6 separate regions of the Mus musculus genome follow, and regions 1, 3, 4, 5 and 6 are each linked to region 2. A link is a contact called in public HiCAR-type, HiChIP or PLAC-seq, Micro-C and promoter capture Hi-C data. All regions are on one chromosome and are shown on one strand. The core of a region is the stretch at or near the end of the contact, and the rest is flanking DNA. Distances in the headings are between cores, read along the strand shown. Region 1 holds the start of Siah1a (siah E3 ubiquitin protein ligase 1A). Region 2 holds the start of Dnaja2 (DnaJ heat shock protein family (Hsp40) member A2). Region 3 overlaps Lonp2 (lon peptidase 2, peroxisomal). Region 4 has its middle 19 kb from the start of Abcc12. Region 5 has its middle 38 kb from the start of Gm39215. Region 6 has its middle 21 kb from the start of Siah1a.

Region 1 (2,985 bases), core at 75-2,574, 1.2 Mb after region 2:
ATTCACATCCCTTATCGCTCAAATCCCCAAATTCCATCATCTCACAAAGCATAGCATTCTGTCCTCTAAACCCTTTCATTTCTTAAAACAGTAAAACCCAAATACTAACCCGGTTTTATATAACCCGATTTCAAACATTTTGGGCTATGTACTTCCAACGCATCCATGCCAAAATAACTTAAGCGAATTTTATGAGGCAAGGACCTTTAGCAGTAATCATTTACTGTAATAGCTTAGCACTTACTAAGAGCTCTCTGCACATCAACTATTTCCCATCTCATCGGTTCTCAATAGGCTTGAGACAAATACTCTCCATCAGACCCATTTTGCAGATTAGCAAAATGAAGCACCAAAATCGTGCCCAAGGTCACAAACCCGTGGGGCAGGATTGGAATCAAAGCAGGAGGGCAGAGTTCGGAGCCCATGCTCCAAGCGCTTTTACAAGTTAACATTTCACCCTGGACAATAGCCTAGCAAGAAATGGTAAATGCTCAACGCTAGAAAGAGCAGTAAGATCCCTGTCCTACATCCACGTTCAGGGCTTCCATGACTTTGACAAATCAGCTACATGGCCTCATTTACCGAATGCACAAATGTAACTCTTATGCCAGGGCAAACAAATTCTGTATCTTTCCAGGAACAGACGGTCCGCAGCGGCCCAGGGCGTACACACTAAGTTGCATCTGGGAGCTTGGAGGGACCCCGAACTATCCCGCAAAGGAAGCTGGGCGGAGCAAGGCTTAGGCTTAAAGGCTGGAGCTGCCCAGGCGGGCGTCCGCGCGCTCGCTCGTGGCGACATAAACAAGGGAGGAGGCTGCGTTCTTCCCCGCACAATAAAGGCGCGGGTCCGGGGGAGGCCGCCCTCCCGGAGCCGCCGAGGCAAGGCCCGACCGCGGCCCGCGAAGCGCGCGGCTGACCTCCGCCATGTTGGCCGTACACCGGGCCACACAACAAAGACTGAGCGAGGGCGCGGGCCGTAGTCTCGGCGCGCCCGCCCGCCCTCCGCCTCCCGGAGCCGCCGCTGTCGGCTGGGCCCGCCCGGAGAGGCCGAGACAAAGGCGCCGCGGCTCCGCGAGGGGACCCGCCGGCCCTCCCCGGGCCGCGGCCAGCTCCTCCCTCCAGGCCGCCCGCTTACCTGTGGGCGGAGAGCGCGCCGCGGACCCCGGCCCCGTCTAACGCGCCCGGTCGCCAGCTGCCGCCGCCGCCACCGCCACCGCCACCGTCACCGCCGCCACCGCGGGCCGCGCCTCCACCTCTCCCGGCACCGAGACCGACGGGACACCCTGGGCCGCCGCCCTCGAGAGCGCGCCCGCCCGGCAGCCCGGCTTCCCTGCCGCCGCCGCCGCCGCCCCGCGCGCTCTCGAGCTCGCCGCGCGCGCCCGCTAAGTACCACACACTGCGGCGGCCGCCATGAGCGGGAGCGCGCACCGAACCCGGCTGGGCGGGGCTTCCCACGGCCACGCACGCGCAGAAGCGGCTGGCGGCTGCTGCCCGCACTCGGTGGCGGTTGGCGTCGAGACGCTTCGGTTACCGGAGCAGCGTCCCGAGCATCCCCACGAGGCGGCTGCGCTGTCTCGGGCCGTTACTGTGGGATTGACTGGGTTCGCGCCGTCCTCTCTCCGGGTCCGCGGTCTGTAGCGGCCTCCACGACCCCACTCCTGGAGGAGAAGAGGGCCGCGCCTCCCGGTAGGCTCGTTGAAAGCTGGCCAGTAAGAAGCACGCCTTTAAGTCCACTTTCCCACTCATCTGGGAAGCTGATGTTGGGGACTGTCCACCCTGCTGCTTTAGGTTAAAAAACGGAGCCGTGCACTAGGCAAGCAGAAGCAGGATCTTCACAAGTTTGGGGCCAGTCTGGTTTATACAGAGTTTTCTGGGACTTCCCGGGGAGACCTTTTATCCAAAATAAATGAAGACCTCATCTCAAGGGTTACGGGTGCTTTCGTGAGGAGTGGTTGCCTGGGCTGAGACTCAGTCCCCAGTTGCGAGTGAAGGGGTAGAAACCTTTAGATTTGATTCTGGGGTGTGGGATTGTGTGGAGGTCAGAGGACGAGTTGCGAGTGCTGGGGGTGGAGCGCAAGTGGCCAGCCTTGGTGGCAGGGCCTCTGCTGAGCCATCTCGCAGAGTCCCCGTTAGTCTTTCCATGGATGCCTCTGTCTGACTAGGTTAACCGAATGTAAGGCGTTTACAAATCCTGAGCAGATTTTCAGGGAAGAACTGTAGAAATGCAATGCTGTGAGAAAAGTACTTTTTCTATGGGGTTTCAAGAAAGGAAGAAAAGTCTCCTCTCAGCCTTCCATCAGCACAAACTCCGCCCTCTTCCAGAACTCAAATTTGTTCTCAATGAATGTTCAGCTTTCCTCAATGTATTTGTAATCTGTGCTTGTGTTGATATTTCTATTCTCGATCTAGTATCTCACTGTAGCCCTTCCTCTGAGACCATTAGCACAACCAAACAGTTGAGAATGTAAATTAATTAAGTTAAAAGCACCATATACTACAAATCTGTTGGTCCCCAAAGCTCAACAGCCAGATAAGGAGCTTGCATTATGTAGGTTCATGAAGATTGTCGATATTAGTGGTGTTCTTGTTCATTTAAAATACTTGATTTACATAGGGAGTCTAAGATAACCCATCATAAACTCTGCTTTGTCATGAAACTTACCAAGTAGGAAGTCATACATTCACTCTCATATTCGTTGGACAAATGATAATTATCAACTAGTCCTGAGAATACTAAATCATCAACTAGTCCTGAGGATATTAATCATCAACTAGTCCTGAGAAACTAAGCTAGGCACTTAAGTATTATCTAGCAGGAGACACAAATATAAACTTACTGCTACCACTGTGAGAGAAAAAATTCCCAAAACAAGTGCCTGGTACTAATGAAATATCTAACTCAAGTGTGTGAGAACACAGGTGTCTACCACAAAACCAAAAGACAAGAAGCAATTAACAAGATTGGGGGAAGGCTGTAAAAGGTAG
Region 2 (3,049 bases), core at 3-2,502:
AGTATTTACTAATAATATACCCAAAGTTACTGAAGAAAAATACAAATAAAACAACAAAGAAGATACTGAAACATTTTTTCTTTCTTTTTTTACAAACTATTATCAAATGTCTTTGATGGCCAGTAGCCAGACCAAGGAGACCACAATAACCAAACAAATTTTAGATTGAGTGACTACGTTTTACAGAAACTCAAGCACTACTACAAATTAAGCATAGGATACTTCTACCAAGTATCTCTCCCCATGCTGGCTGGCTCCTCTGCCTGCCCTCTAACAGGACACCCAGGAGGTCCTAAGTGATGTTTTACTCGCACACGGTCGGCTAACTGGGGTCTTAGGTGGTGGTGAAACTACATACTTTCAATTAAGCGATGTGGTTAAGCACCATGTAAGTCCTCACACAGACTCATGAATTATATAACACAGCCTACCATTTCCGGTAGGGTAACAGGAAGTCTTTTTCTTTGGACTTTACCAGTCCCAGTACTTACGGGACATTCTTATTTTTCTCAGTTTACAAATGCGGATTGGATCCCGACAGCCAGAGAAGATGCTGACTTTATTAATACCCCAAGTCCCGAGATGATTTGGAACTACTACAAAGGACAACAATAAGACGTGTCTTATTTTTAGGGAGTGCACGCTCAGGTGTTTGGCTGGGGCACACGACTCATCCCCGAAGCGGCCACGGGGTATTTAGATCTCCAGCCCACAGAACAATGCTTCCAAACAGACCCACGCCGCTCCAGCTGCCGGGCGAGCGAGGCTGAGGGAGGAGCCTGCTCAGCGCCGGGGGCTGCGGCCCTCAGCCCCACACCGGCGCCGGCGGTCAGCTCCTCCCCGGCCCGGCGGCGCGAGCACCGCGGTCCGACCTGTTTTTCCGGGTGGCCCCGGGCGCCGAGCTGGCGGGCCGCGTCTGCGCAGGGCCGGGCGGGCGGAGGCCCAAGGTCAGCCGAGCCGACTGCGCCCCCGCCGCCGCCGCGCCTCAGCCCGGCTCAGGCCGCCCAGACCGCGCAGGCCCCGCGCCCTCGCCCCGCCCGCCGGCCGGCTCGCTCCAGTACCTTCTTCAGCTCGTTCTCGCTAGCGCCGGGAGGGACGCCCAGGATGTCGTACAGCTTCGTGTCGGCCACGTTCGCCATGGCGGCCTGCCGGGCAGCACTCGCAAGCAGGCGGCGGAGCGGAAGGAGCGCGACCCGGACCACGAGCGGCGGCGGCGCAGGCCGAGGAGACGGCGCGGGGAGGCAGGCGGGGCTGAACTTTGACCCGGCGCAGCGCCATGACGTCGCCACAAGGCCCCGCCTCCGGGGCCGGGCGGGGCGGGGTTGGGCGGTGGGCGCCCGAGAGCGGCTGGTGGGGCCCTTTCCTGTCGCCGCTCCGTGACGCGCGAGCGACCGCGGAGTGGAGGGGAGCGGTGTGCGGCGTTCATAAAGAACTCTCGGTGCGGCTGAGGCCTGAGGGAAAGAAGCCGGCGTGGAATCCTCACGGGGTGGTCCCCCCGGGGCCACGGTGAAAAACAGCACGTGGGTGTGAGTGTGTGAGGTTCCCAAATAGCGAGTTACGCCCGTGATGTGATTTCATCAACACCTTCACTAACTCATTTCATCTCCTTAACTTCCCCCTCAGCACCTCTGCGTAGGGGAAACAATTTCATTCATAAATACTCAGATTTATACCTAGCAGACGAGGTTTTAAAGGCATAGCCATCCTGTCACATCGGAGGAAAGGACAAATCTTTTTTACACATTCCCAGTTGGTTTCGGGGCATCCAGATAAACCAAAGTCACCCTGTTCCACCGGGATCATGTGTTCAAGTGTCTCACTTGACAGCTTTAAAATTAGCTAACGCCAAAGGTTTGGTTGGCATAAGACAGTATGGCAGCGTGCCGGCACTTGGTGGCTGTCAGTCGAGTTTCGTTTTGCTTTAGCTTGAAAGATTTCTGTGCTTTACCACATTCCAGAATGTATAGCTTGCCTTCCAACTGGTTTTCCGATAGTAAAACACTTCTGGTCAGTTGAAAACCTGAACTGGGAAACAATTGCTCATTGGCCATAAGTCTGTCAGTGGAGGTGATACACCTTTCTTGTTATTCTTCTTGACCGAGTTTTGGAGGTCCTTCACTGCCGTGCTAAGACTTCTGAAATTTAACCTGAACGCTCAGAAGAGTCTCATGAGAAGTTAGATGCTCCTTCTGCTATTCAAAATGCCCCTTAACCTGTAGTGTTTTCCTTAATTCATAACCTGGTGAACCTTCCTGTCTTATTTGATGTTCGTTTTCCTGATAAGTATGATTTATGACATGAATGCTGTTCTCACATGTGAGTCAAAATTCTTTAATAGAATATAGCTTATCTATCTGGTTTCCAGGACTTATTTGGAGGTTTCTAGCAGGGGACCACAGCTATTTTATACCCTTTTGCCAAAGATTAGCCTCTCTTCTTGATCAAATACCCAGTTTCAGGAAGGGACATACAAAGAAGAAGAGGGAACACTCACCCACACACCCAGATCAGCCAAAATAACCCTGGGGCAGATGTTGAAGTCAGATCATCCTTCTTCTGACTTTGAATTTTACAAAGACCCCTAATCATTCAAGAGTGTAAGTCCTGAAATTAGATTGTATAAGCTGGGAGCTTGGCTCTGCCTTCTTTTAACAGTAAGCTTGGCTCTGCAATGTATTTTCTGAGGTTACTTCCTCAGTGCAAGATGCTATTTATTTTTAATGGTATTTATGGTCTGGGGATGAGGCTTAGCTGGTAGAATGCTTGAGTAGAATACACTAAGGCCCTGGGTTCAGCCTCTAGAAAAAAGAGAAGAAAAGATAGAAAAAAACAAAGGGGGAACTTTGATTCAACTACTCTAATTTTTTATTTAGGCTGCTCTTTGGCTTTGTAATAAATCAATGAATGAATTGGCTTTTTGAGGCCCTGATTCAATCCCCATAACTGCAGAAATGCATTGTGGCAGCTCACACCTGTAATCCCAGTGCCTGGGATGTGGAGACAGAATAGGAGTAAAAGCAATGGTGTGTTAGCTTTATTGTTGGCCTAC
Region 3 (3,064 bases), core at 362-2,861, 1.2 Mb after region 2:
ATTTGTGTTGTTTTTAAACAGCACTGACCTACATATTTATCTTTTCTTTTTCAAATATAGAACTGAGCAGGTGCCAGTGCTAGAGGGAAGTGTGTGGGGTGAGCTGGGCTGATGCTGAAAGCTAGCTAAACTGCCATCTACCTGTGAAATTAAAGGTCAAAATGAACTCTTAAAGTTGGCCACCTACCCAGTGGCTTCACTGATGTCATGGTTTCCACTGCACACAGCTGCTAGAGCACCCAGCTCGCTCCCAGGAAGCGGCCAGTCTTTGCTATTCCATAGTGAAGCCAGGCACCTGACAGCAGAGAAGTTGCACATTGGATTGTCCTTGGTGGCACACTGTGCTTATTCTCTGGAGATATGGGGGTGCAGTCAAAGTTAGCATTGCTGTCTTCCAGATGCTAATCTGTATCTTCATACCTAGGGTGTATTAACCAGTAGTTTATCAACTAGACACATAGCCCCAGCTAAGCAGCTTGTTCCTCTTAAACTGGCATCCAGGTAGCACTGCCCTGAGTCTAGGATATCACCAAGGAGTGGCGACAGAAAGCCTGTGAGAGCTATAACTTGTCAGATAAGTGTTAGTGAGAAGATTGTTGCTCCCTGAAGCTCACATACTAAAAAGCCAGCCAGGCTTTGGATATGTAGAGATACACAGTCCATTGAAGATACCCTGAAAATCAAGGCATATGTACCTAGACCCAACTACTCTTGGAAGTCAGTTCCTCACCCATGTGTAGAGCTATATACATCTGGTGAATGCTAAATAAGAACATCCAGATAGTGAGACATGTGACTCAAAATAATGTCAGGTAATAAGCTGTCAGAAGTTAGTGCTTAAGTTTGCAGTCTTACAAGACAGTGTGATTAAAGTGCTCTGGAAATAATTTCTGCATGTTGTCATAACTAATATTTTCATCTTTCAAGGTATCTGAGCGTTTGAGTCAACCTGGAGTGGCAATAGGGTTAGCATGGACTCCCTTGGGTGGCAAAATCATGTTTGTGGAAGCAAGTAGAATGGACGGTGAAGGCCAACTAACACTGACCGGCCAGCTTGGGGACGTCATGAAGGAGTCTGCCCATCTCGCCATTAGCTGGCTTCGAAGCAATGCAAAGAAATACCACCTGACTAATGGTACATGGCCTAACTGCAGTGGGACACAGCTGGGAAGGAGGGCCCTGGACCGTAATCCAGGGAGTATCTAACTAACTCTGAGACAAGGATGACACCATTCACTAAAGTCCCGGGTTTGGCTTCTGAATCCATAGAGACTCAAGTGATCGCGTTAGACTATCTGGCTGAGTCCCTGAACTAGATACAGAAACAAACCTTTAAATCACACTTAAGAGAGAAGGAGTCTTACCGTCCAGACCTCACTCAAAGTACACTATCCATTAATATCTTTAAGCATTCATTTATACAAAGCATTCATTTTTGTGTTTGATTTTATTCAGAGAAAAAAAAAACTGGGCTTAATTTTTCTACATTAAATCCTTTCTTTTTCCCCCTTTTTAAAGCTTTTGGAAGTTTTGATCTTCTTGACAACACAGACATCCATCTGCACTTCCCAGCTGGAGCTGTCACAAAAGATGGACCATCTGCTGGTGTTACCATAGTAACTTGTCTCGCCTCACTTTTCAGTGGGCGGCTTGTGCGCTCAGATGTAGCCATGACTGGGGAAATTACGCTGAGAGGGCTTGTTCTTCCAGTAAGTATAGAAAACAGATCATGTACTTGTAATATTTATTTAAATTAGTAATTTTAAATTTACATGAATAGTAGCTTTCTGTAAAAACTTTGGCTAAAAATTTTAAATATTAAAATTTTAATACCTGTAACTAACTTATATTTTAAACTTTTGGTCAAGTAAAGAACGCCTGACCATCTCCCAAGTTTCCCTATGATCTAAAAATATTTAAGGGAAAAGAAATATCAGTGTGGTTATAGAAAAATCAGCCGTTCATCAGAATGCCTGCAGTCTCTTCTCTCTTCTTAGCAGTGAGGTGTGCTGCGTGTACCGTTGGCTTTCAAGCTCATTCCATGCTTTTTCAAGTTCCTTTGAGACATCCTAGCACCTTGTAGGAATCTTAAGAGTACCATAATTGGCAAGATTTATAGCAAAACAAGTTCAAAAGTCCTGCCTGGATCTGCAGGTTCCTGGGCTCCAGTGGGTATCCTGACCTGCATGCAAATGCTGTGGGAGCACCCGGACTTAGGGCTCTGTGACTGTGCCAGGACTTGTCTGACAGGACAAAATGTTGACGACAGAGCCATAACAAGAAAAGGAAGAGGAGGATGTGCAGCAGCAGCAGCAGCAGCAGCAACAAATATTCTTTTCCCTGCTAAAGTCCTTACACGGATGAGAGTAGGTTATAGACTCACTAAAGGGGCCAGGCACTTGCAAAATCCGAGCAACTCAGGAAGATTGAAGCAGCGTGGGCAACCTGGTGAGACCTTGCCTCAAAGTAAAAAAGATCTAGAAATATGGCTCGGTAGCAGAGGACTTGCTTGTTATTAGTCTTTCATGTAAGACTTAGTTCAATTCCTATTGAAAACCACTAAAATTATTGTACTCCAATATTTTCATTCAACCATGCAAGGACCATGAAAAAAAATAATAGAATTTTTAAAAAATACTTGCTAAGGCTGAAAAAAGGGGAACATTTTAGATTTTAGTTTAGAATTGGTTAAAAAAATGACTAAACATACATACACATATCACATATATATGTGGTGTGAGTGTGTGTGTGTGTGTGTATCATCTTAAAAGCAGCATACAGTCTAGCCAATTAGGCTAGAGTAAGTGTTGAAGGTACTGAGCCTGTAGGCATCGTTCTTGTGGCTCAGGGTCTACCTGCATGCAGGCCTCAGTCCTGGGTCACTGAAGAGGAGGACCTGCTGCGTGATGCACAGGAGGCCCAAGTCGTCTGCACCTTGGGGTTTTCCCCAGGCTGTGTAGGGCAAGTGATCCAAGATAACAATCCAGGCAGAAGCTTTCTTTTAATACCTTATCCTTGAAATGCACATAGCATCACTTCCAGCATAGTATGCTCCACACAGACA
Region 4 (2,879 bases), core at 105-2,604, 1.0 Mb after region 2:
CCAACCCCCAGCTACAGACACAAGGGGTGGCTGACACAGAATAAGAAGCTTGGAGCAGGACATGGGTCCTTAGAGCTACATCCCCCATATTGGATGTTTGCCTGTCCCTCTGGTCCTTTCTTCTTCTGTCTTAGATCAAAGTGCAGACAAGTCTGTTCAAAGCCAGTGATGGGGTTCTGAGCCAGACACCCCTCCTGCCAGAGTGAGGATCCCTCTATCAGAATAAATGTTATTTATTTATATCAGATAAATGTTGTTATTAATCTGTTCCCATGCCGTGGGCCTCTTTGATTCTCCAGTGTATTTTCAAAACCTTTTTTTTAATGTCCAAGACACGATATGTAGAATTACAGATAACCAATTAAACTAAAAGAGTGCTATGTTAAAAACAAGGCAGGATATTATGAAACATAATCTACTGTGTTGACGCTCTAAGTAACATAATCTAGAAGGAGGTCTAATGACCACCAAGAGTCCAAAGCATCAATACACGTGAGGTTTGTGAAAACTGGGGCAACCAAATGAGATTTGAGAACGCCCATTGATGCCGCCATCCTCGTGAAGGTCGTGGATATGATGTATTTGATTACCTCCATTATGATAAAGGGAAAATGCTAAATTTCCATTAGTAAAAATAATGACATTTTTTTCTGTTCTAGCCCACAGGCACATGGACGACAGACAGGTCAGCTCTCAGACTGGTAATCTGTAAGGTTGCTTCTAACACAAATTATCTAGATGAGACAAGGGGATGTGTATAAAATGTGTTAGGACGTCAGTTTTGTTTTGTTTTGTTTTGTTTCTGGCAAGCCCCCGCTGACCTAGAACTCTGTAGACCAGGCTAGCCTCAAACTCAGAGATCTGCCTGCCTTTGCCTCCTAAGTGCTGTGAGTAAAGGCTCTTGCCACCAGCCCTATGTAAGAATTTGACAGTCTGAAGAGTTGGCACCAGAGTATCACATAGGTGGAAACTGCTTTTGTTCTGAGAACTGTCTGTTAGTCATAGTGGCCCATACATATACCCAGCCACATGAAAGGTTAGAACTGGAGCTACAAGTTCAAGGCCAGCTTGGACCACATAGTGAGTTTGAAACCAGCCACTGCAGAGTGGCTTTAATAAATTTGCTCTGAGTGATTTAGCTGCTGCTGACTTTGAAAATAATCCCAGAAATAGAGATTGATGGAAGAGATCGGGGCTGGGGAGGTAGGTGGAGTCCTGTGGATCGGTGGCAGTAGCCTCTTTCCCATCCTCTGACTCAGGGATCTGCGTTTTTCTGTCCGGATTCCGTGTAGATCACTGCAGTTTTGAGTCTACGGAGCCTTCCTGCATTACTAGGAAGAACCTGCCATCTGCTGGCCAGCTTGAGTAAAACATGAGGACCCTCCTGAAGGATGATGGCTGTTTGGGGAGGGCGTTCTGGTACAAAGGCCATTGCCACAAAATAGGTCTGGGAGGGACAGATATTTTCTATTAACAACTCTGGACTTGGAAGAAGCCGGATAGGATGGCACTTAGAAGGGCCCTTCGATTGCTCTTTGGGACTCCGAAAGTAACGAAAGGGGATAAAAGATTGAAGAAAAAAAAAAAAGTAACAGGGAAAATAGCTATTGAGAGAGAGAGAATGAGGATTTACAGTCAAAAAATACCCCACAAAAAGAAACAGGTGTCACTGGAGACGCCTCCGGGCGGAAGAAGATGAGAACATTTCCCCGCCTTCGGTGTAGACCGTGTTCTTCGGTTCTGAGATCGCATCGCCCTCAGGCAAAACTGTTCCTTCTGCACTGAACGTTCTTCCGACCCCATCCTTCTTATCTAAGTAAATGTTTGTTTGCTGCCGCTCTAGGGAATCTGCAGCAAGTCCGCTGGGCAAGCGAGCTCTATGGAAGCTCAGCTCAGCTCTTTGTCGACACCTCCTGGCACTGCTCTGGAACTGCCTGCTGACTTGTTTACTGCTTACTTCGTGTCTCCAGAGATCAAAACCCCCAGGCAGGGTATCATTTAAAGGCAGCTCTATCCTACTGTGAAAAACTATGCGAGACTATTAGCTTACTGGATTCATTTTTCTTGTGGAATTTTGAGGAACTTGGTGATCACAATTTGAAAACAAATAAAAATGCGTTGACACATTTTTTCCCCTAGAGATCTTCTGCCTAGAAGTTGAAAATCATTTCTTTTTCTATTTCAATATCTGCCAACACCCTTGAGGGGCCTGCCGGCATCCATAGCCTGCTCATAGCAAAAGCCTCGCGATTCTAGAGAGGGAACCCCTCCATTCAGTCCATGTGACTTGGAGCTGATCCTGTCCTCCCACACAGGAGTGACTGGGCCTGGCAAATCCAACTTCTAATAGCTTAACATGCTTGGTTCAGAGATGAGCATATGACTGAGCTAACCCAATGAGAAAATACCCTACTTTGAAACCTTGACTGAGAATTTCTGAACTTGGTAGGCCATGGTCCTGGAGCTTGTGGTCATTTGGTGCCGCCAGAAAGTGGAAAGTGGCCAGAAGTAAAGCCAGAGGTAAGACGGTGTCTACAAGATCAACATTCTTTCTGTACTGGCTCCAACCCAGAACTTTTACTGGACTTCCCCATTCCATTCCATGAGCCATAGCTACTGGGAAGACTTTTATAAAGAACATATTTTAGACAGTAGCTATCCCAGTGTCCAGTTAAATAGGAAGAATAAGGGAAGATGAAGGTTGGGGGTCAATTAACGTTTTGTCTCTAGGAATGTCCCTTACTCTCAGTGTACTGTGGGGAGCAGAACGCCACCCTCCCTTTCTCTTTCTCTCTCTCTCAGATGTATTTGTTTTTATTTTAGGTGTATGAATGTTTCACCTGCATGTATATCTGTTTATCACATGCATGCCCGGTGCC
Region 5 (3,003 bases), core at 394-2,893, 1.2 Mb after region 2:
GTAGCCTGAGGTTCAGTAGCTGACAGAGGGTCCAAAGGTCCAGTCCGAAAACCCAGCTGACATCCAGGGACTTGGTGAAGCCTCTGGAAGCCAAACATACGAGGTCTTTCTCTGGTTGGCCAAGGAAAGTCATAGGACTCTTAAAGATTCCCTCTGACTTGGCTGGGCCTCAGCACCGTCTCCTGGGCCCTCTGTTGGTAGACATGACTCTACTTACTTCCCTGCGGCTCTTCTGGGTGGGCGGAGACTTAGGATGAGCCTCCGGCATCCTTCACTGGAGGCAGAGGCAGAGGGGAAGAGGCTTATTGTTTGGCAGGATGGGAGAACTTGAAGGCAGTGCTGTTATTTATAGGCTAAGTGATGTCATCTTGCTTCCTTCCTACAGCCTAAAATCCCCAGAGCTCCCTTCTAGTCCCCAGACCTCCTTTTCTCCCCAACCATCCTTGTTTGGTTTCTGTAGGTTTTTTGTTTTAAAATTTTATTTTTATTTTATGTGTATGAGTATTACCCGACATATATGAATCCATGCCATGTACGTGCTTGGTGCCTGTGGAAGCTGGGGCGCGGGGTGGGGTGGGGTGTCAGATACCCTGGAATTGCAATTACAGACAGTTGTGAGAGTCCGTGAGGGCCAGAAACCAAACCTGGGTCTTTGCAAGAGCAATAAGTGCTCTTAACTACTGAGCCATCTATCCAGCCTTGTTATTTATTGATTTGTTTGTTCGTTTTTTGTTTTGTTTTGTTTTCTTATGTTTGTTTTTGAGTTGTTTTTGAGACAGGGTCTCACAGTGTAGCCCATGCTGGCTTTAAACTGACAAAAATATCTGCTTCCCTCTGCTTCCCAAGGGCTATGATTAAATGTGCGTCACCATTCTTAGCTGTTGTTTTAGCAATAAAATATTGATTTCCTTAGTGCCTGATTCCTCAGAAATTCAAAAGGGCAGCTGAGAAATAATAATTCAGCCACCTAACAAGTCATTTTTTTCATTTTTGGACTCTATAGCCCAGGCTAGCCTCAAACACACTAAGCACCCGTCTGGCTTCATACCTGAAATTCATTCGGCTACCTAATTATCCAAGGCAACATTTATGGGGATGACTGCGCGCAGGACCTGGTTCTTTCTCTCTATTACTGCTGTGGTCCATCCAAGCCAACCTTCTTCTCCCAGCTTTGCAGATGGGAAAGCTGAGGCATGGCAAACAGAAATCTCCTTCCCAGGGTCATTTAAGAGGCATAAAAAGCAGAGCCCGGCCCCTCCTCCACAGGCGTACAGCTCAGAACGCAGCTCCTGTTTCTGGTGTTGGAGGGTTTGTGGGTGGTGGCTGACTATTAGATGCAATGGCTGTCAATGACTGCAGAAAGTGGGTTTGTTTGTTTTGCTTTGTTTTACTGTTAAAAGTGAACCTGAAGAACTAGCTCATTTCTGGCTCTAATTACAAGTAAGATCGCTTTTCCTGATGGTCATCTCCCATCATTCCTCAGCACGGAAGCCAGGAAACACAACTCTTGGAACATAAAGTGTTTGAGAGGAAGAGAATGAGAGCGATAGAGACTGACCCGAAAGCCCACTCCTGTCCTACTGGACCCCTTCCCAGTCGTGGGGCAGCCAGGCCATGTGGAGAGATGCCAGTGCGCAGTCGCGTGGGCTGCGGGGCCAGGGCTGCCACAGTCTGTGGTTTGAGTTGTATGTTTGTTTTTGTTAGAGGGAGTTGAGTTTGTTTTTTTGGCTTCGTTTCATCATCAGGAAAATATCCAGACCCAACTGAGGTGCTTTTGACCTCATTCAGGCAGCTGAGCCCAGAATTCCCGATGCCTCTGGGGAAGCAATGAAAGTGTGTGTGTGTGTGTGTGTGTGTGTGTGTGTGTGTGTGTGTGTGTATGAGAGTTCTTTTCTTGGCTTTTGCACTTCAAGGCCTATGCTCTTGTGCAAGCATTAAGGGTTGCTCTATTGCTTAACACGGGGGGCGGGGGACACAGAGGCCCTGAATTAGAGGACTATGAGAGAAGATATCTTTGACCCCTGCACCCCATTTAAGCCTCAAGTTAGAGACAATCCAGAAGCTTCGTAGGATGGGGAGCAGAGGGGTACTGCTGGGCACTCCCACGTTCCTTCCTATGAGAGGTCTGTCTATAATACATGGAGGAGGATTCTCAGCAACAAGCTTTGAGGACAGCTGGGCCACTGTGTCCTTGATAACAATCATCTGATAACCCCACCCCCACCCCCGAAGCAATCATAGGCAACCCTGAGAAAGAACTGAGTACCCAGAGTTGCCCTACATGGTGTGCTTGACGAATAATATGTCCAGAAAAGCAAAACAAAAAACCCCACATCTGTGTTGAAGATTCTGTAGGTTGACTGACTGATTAGAGCTTTCCTGGCTGGAAGGGTGGAATGTTGTAGATCTGGAACCAAGTTATCTCTTACCTTGCTCCTAGCGATTCCTTGCTGACCTCCATGTTTGATCTAATATCCTTTCTACTATCAGTTTTCAAAACCTTTGAACTGCACTAACCTATAGGTCACTAGCTTCCACCAACTCCAAAGGTAAGAATGTCATCAGATAGCATCTGAGGCCACAGCTGAGCTACTCTGCTATGTCATGTCTGCCTGTGGCACTCAGCAGTGTATTTGGTTGTCATTAAGGCACTGATTTACCACTTTCCTTTTAGTGACTGGTAAAAACTCACATAACCATAGCCACATTAACTTGCTTTTTGAGGCAACCTGAATCTAGGTCCCCTGGCCATAGTTATTCATTTTCAGCTCAGAATAAATGACCTTTTGTTCTATTTAAGGTGAGAGCCGTGTTTAATCTCAACACGAGCAAAAGGTGAGTCAGGAAAAAAAAAACTAACTTGAGTGTTAGGGGAACAGGTTTCTTTCCCCTAAGACACTAGGTTTGCAGTCAGACACTAGTTTTGCTGTCACTGGGCATGGTGGCATTTCTCTAGAGAACATACCATTGCTTTGAGGAGCTCGAGGTGGCTCAGAATAACCA
Region 6 (2,700 bases), core at 37-2,536, 1.2 Mb after region 2:
GGTGGTCAAGATGGAGAAAGGAAAGAGGCCAGAGGGAATCCACCGGGGAAAATTGTGTTTGCCTTTGGCCTGGTTGTGGAGAGACACGTTGAGTCTCATGCTTTCAGTGGGAGTGGCAGAAGGCCTTTGCCATCTTGTTTCAGAACAGTAGCTTGGCAAAGGTATAGCCTCCACCCAGAGACTCCGTCCCGCCTTCCGAACAGATCTGAGGGACTCAACGCTGAGTCATGGAGTTTAAGATGTTAAATGTGGGAAGCTTTTGTGTCCATGGCTAATCAGCTCTCACTTTAATAGCTGCTATTAGGATCTGAGGTCCTTCCATACTGGGTGCCTTGAACTTTTCTATCCCGTGAGAGAAAAATCAGAGCCCCCACCTTCCAGTTCTCCTCCTATCTTCTTTAAAAATACTACTTTAAAGGACCAGGGTGGTCTAGAACCTAGGGCCTTTCTGGGTCCATCTCTCAAATGCTGGGATTACAGGTGTCCACCACCACACATGGCTCTTCTTTTTCTGTTTTGTCTTTAAGATTTTTTAAAAATGTGTATGAGTGCTTTGCCTGTATGTATGTGCACAGTGACTGTAGAGGCCAGGAAAGAGTGTTCGATCTCTGGAACTGGAGTTACAGACAGCTGTCAGATGCCATGTGAATGCTAGAAAAGGAACCTGGGTCCTCTGAAAGAGCATCAAGTACCCTTAACCATTGAGCCATATCTCTGGCCCTCTTCCTTCTTATAATACAAGCAAATGGACAAGTCTGTGTGCTAGGTGACACCTTTGAGAACCTTGCCAGGCAAAACCTTTGCGCTGGCATACGATAAGCAGACTTCTTATTCCATTCTACCAAAGGTGACGCTTGTCCTGAGTCCACACTTGCCGTAAGAAGGCTTGCTTCTCTGTCACCTTTGACAATCAGCTCAGCGACTCCACCTCTTAAGTCCCCAACAAGCCCCAACTCATCAGAAGTAGGCCAAGGGTCACACTCTTGAGCAATTGTGAGGCAAGGGCAGGGCAGCCAGCCACCCATGTTCTCTGCCCTCAGCATTCCTGCCTCAGGCCCTTCTCAGGTACAGGTGAGGTGACTTCCTTGGGGTCTTTCAGAGTTCAAGGGTAGGTGACATCCAGGAAGGGGGCTTTGCCCTTGAACTCGTAGAATGAACCAGGTATCTTCCTGATTGTAGTCCTGCCCCTGCCTTGGCACTCACGCAAGAATCCACTGACATTTCTCCACACCTCTTATGCGCTAATTACAGAGGTTTTGTCCACACACGTGACCAACCTCTTCTGCCAGCTCTGAGGCAGCCTCTGCTAATGGAAATACTTTGAGGTAGCCAGGGTAAGGATATCATTGCACAATCCTTGCCTCAGCCAATTTTTTTTTCCACTAAAAACCAATTGTTACTTAGCAACCAAAGCAATTTGGCCCAGCTCAGAAAATTATCCATCCTTAAATAGTACACTAAGGTAGCCTATACCCGCTCTGTCTGGAGGGCTTGGAACGTGGCTTCCTTAGAGTGAAGCATTGCTTGTAATCCTTGACAATTTTGCTAAGGTAGGATTAGGCAACAGACAGATAAAGAAATGTATTGTTGACTGATGAAGGTGGCTGGTTGTCGAAGGAGGAGAGGATGGGGTGTTCTGAGAGCCAGTTAAACATCATCCCTCATTTCCAAGACCCACGTGCCTTGCTAGTCACAAAAACCCTGGAGACAAGTGGGCAGCTCAGGGAGGGGCAACACTTAACACCTCTCCCTCTACCCAGTGGTGGCCTTGAGGTTGTAGTCGTGGCTGGATCCCCGAGAGGCAGCAGATAGATTGGGCAGCCTTCTGAGCTTGTTCCAAGACTTCCTCTCAGTGCCTGCACTGGCTAGAACCATTTCTCACATCTTTTTAAGCATTGTCAAATGCTATGCTCCTATTTGGTTTTGAGCTTAGTTGCTAACCAGGTGTTGGTGTAACAGTGTGCTCTCAGATTCTTAGGAAATTGGAGCAGGAGGATCAGAACAGAGAATCCGAAGCCTGCCTGGGCAACTTAGTTGATCCTAACTCAAACTAACAAAAGGGTAGTGTGGTGCTGAGGGTGTACTTCAGATAGTAGAGTGCTTGTCCGGCATGTATGGAGCCCTAGTCAAGTCTCTGCACCATACAAAACAGCGCAGTAGCACAGGCCTGTAATTCCAGCACTCAGGAGGGGGAAGCAGGAAGGTCAAGCAGTGTGAGGTCATTTTCTACTAGATGAATTTGAGACCAGGTGGGTTACAGGAGACCCTGTATCTTGATAGACAGACAGATAGATAGAAGATTTTATATATATATATATATATATATATATAGAGAGAGAGAGAGAGAGAGAGAGAGAGAGAGAGAGAGAGAGAGAGTCTAGGATGTAGCTTAGTGGTAGATCACCTCCCTATCATTTGCAGAGCGCTGAGATCAATTGCCAGTACAGAAGAAAAAAATTAAACTGGTGATTCACCCAGTCTGAGAAGCTAGATAGTAAGTAGAAGAGGGTTGGTGAAGATGAAGATGATGAAGATCATACTACCCCCTGCTAGGAGTTGTAGACAAGGTTGGTTGGTGCCATTTGGGGAGCAGGTAAGGAGATAGAAAAGAAACTGGTTCTGATAAAGATGTCCAGGCAGCACCAAGCACAAGCGAGATAGATGAGCAGAAGTGTCAGTGTTTGAGTCCGAGTGGAGGTG

Evidence for each region. Promoter capture Hi-C pulls out the DNA fragments that hold promoters and counts their contacts. Hi-C and Micro-C count contacts between places; a contact is called where the count stands out from the background. HiCAR-type assays count read pairs that join an accessible place to other places. HiChIP or PLAC-seq counts read pairs in DNA pulled down with a chosen protein or histone mark.
Region 1: a Micro-C map of embryonic stem cells shows a contact between it and region 2, with 8 times the contacts expected there. The contact joins the promoter of Siah1a here to the promoter of Dnaja2 in region 2. A contact is called at or near these places in 17 of 39 promoter capture datasets (the 3T3-L1 cell line, 3T3-L1-derived adipocytes, the C10 cell line and 12 more), 1 of 484 Hi-C or Micro-C datasets (embryonic stem cells), 9 of 115 datasets of contacts at active chromatin or transcription factors (embryonic forebrain, embryonic hindbrain, embryonic stem cells and 6 more) and 3 of 9 other capture datasets (adipose tissue, embryonic stem cells and macrophages).
Region 3: a contact with region 2 is called in an H3K27ac HiChIP or PLAC-seq map of SST interneurons, with 7 times the contacts expected there. The contact joins the enhancer-like site here to the promoter of Dnaja2 in region 2. A contact is called at or near these places in 14 of 39 promoter capture datasets (the 3T3-L1 cell line, the C10 cell line, HPC-7-derived erythroid cells and 9 more), 2 of 484 Hi-C or Micro-C datasets (CD4 T cells and forebrain) and 11 of 115 datasets of contacts at active chromatin or transcription factors (the NIH/3T3 cell line, SST interneurons, acute myeloid leukemia and 8 more).
Region 4: a contact with region 2 is called in a HiCAR-type map of astrocytes, with 11 times the contacts expected there. The contact joins the enhancer-like site here to the promoter of Dnaja2 in region 2. A contact is called at or near these places in 19 of 39 promoter capture datasets (the 3T3-L1 cell line, the C10 cell line, HPC-7-derived erythroid cells and 12 more), 2 of 15 datasets of contacts at CTCF or cohesin (the NIH/3T3 cell line and stem cell-derived epiblast-like cells), 6 of 484 Hi-C or Micro-C datasets (cerebral cortex, cortical neurons, forebrain and 3 more), 22 of 115 datasets of contacts at active chromatin or transcription factors (the 230-238 cell line, the NIH/3T3 cell line, SST interneurons and 16 more) and 2 of 9 other capture datasets (adipose tissue and liver).
Region 5: an H3K27ac HiChIP or PLAC-seq map of thymic regulatory T cells shows a contact between it and region 2, with 6 times the contacts expected there. The contact joins the enhancer-like site here to the promoter of Dnaja2 in region 2. A contact is called at or near these places in 6 of 39 promoter capture datasets (3T3-L1-derived adipocytes, embryonic stem cells, frontonasal cranial neural crest and 1 more) and 6 of 115 datasets of contacts at active chromatin or transcription factors (acute myeloid leukemia, embryonic forebrain, embryonic stem cells and 2 more).
Region 6: a contact with region 2 is called in a promoter capture Hi-C map of liver, with 2.7 times the contacts expected there. The contact joins the enhancer-like site here to the promoter of Dnaja2 in region 2. A contact is called at or near these places in 7 of 39 promoter capture datasets (the 3T3-L1 cell line, 3T3-L1-derived adipocytes, the HPC-7 cell line and 3 more) and 8 of 115 datasets of contacts at active chromatin or transcription factors (acute myeloid leukemia, bone marrow-derived macrophages, embryonic forebrain and 4 more).

What each region holds. Positions count from the first base shown.
Region 1 is chr8:86,744,682-86,747,666 of GRCm38.p6, forward strand. Siah1a (siah E3 ubiquitin protein ligase 1A) reads right to left here and starts at 1,325. Exons shown (of 2, transcript NM_009172.2): 1 at 1,136-1,325. It overlaps Gm10638 (predicted gene 10638), which reads left to right and starts at 1,018. Exons shown (of 1, transcript NR_027829.1): 1 at 1,018-2,379.
Region 2 is chr8:85,554,109-85,557,157 of GRCm38.p6, forward strand. Dnaja2 (DnaJ heat shock protein family (Hsp40) member A2) reads right to left here and starts at 1,253. Exons shown (of 9, transcript NM_019794.5): 1 at 1,062-1,253. The coding sequence starts at 1,139.
Region 3 is chr8:86,712,385-86,715,448 of GRCm38.p6, forward strand. It overlaps Lonp2 (lon peptidase 2, peroxisomal), which reads left to right. Exons shown (of 15, transcript NM_025827.3): 13 at 928-1,135; 14 at 1,519-1,709. Among named protein-coding and RNA genes, the nearest start is that of Gm10638, 32 kb to the right of the region's middle. Within about 2 kb of position 1,612, at least 41 of the 459 cell types and tissues checked have an H3K27ac peak or open chromatin away from gene starts, as enhancers often do. A contact at or near this core is called in SST interneurons and stem cell-derived neural progenitor cells, where this site is marked.
Region 4 is chr8:86,583,942-86,586,820 of GRCm38.p6, forward strand. No RefSeq gene overlaps it. Among named protein-coding and RNA genes, the nearest start is that of Abcc12, 19 kb to the left of the region's middle. Within about 2 kb of position 1,355, at least 93 of the 459 cell types and tissues checked have an H3K27ac peak or open chromatin away from gene starts, as enhancers often do. A contact at or near this core is called in SST interneurons, VIP interneurons, adipose tissue and 10 more, where this site is marked.
Region 5 is chr8:86,786,423-86,789,425 of GRCm38.p6, forward strand. No RefSeq gene overlaps it. Among named protein-coding and RNA genes, the nearest start is that of Gm39215, 38 kb to the right of the region's middle. Within about 2 kb of position 1,644, at least 61 of the 459 cell types and tissues checked have an H3K27ac peak or open chromatin away from gene starts, as enhancers often do. A contact at or near this core is called in 3T3-L1-derived adipocytes and thymic regulatory T cells, where this site is marked.
Region 6 is chr8:86,765,770-86,768,469 of GRCm38.p6, forward strand. No RefSeq gene overlaps it. Among named protein-coding and RNA genes, the nearest start is that of Siah1a, 21 kb to the left of the region's middle. Within about 2 kb of position 1,287, at least 119 of the 459 cell types and tissues checked have an H3K27ac peak or open chromatin away from gene starts, as enhancers often do. A contact at or near this core is called in 3T3-L1-derived adipocytes, acute myeloid leukemia, bone marrow-derived macrophages and 1 more, where this site is marked.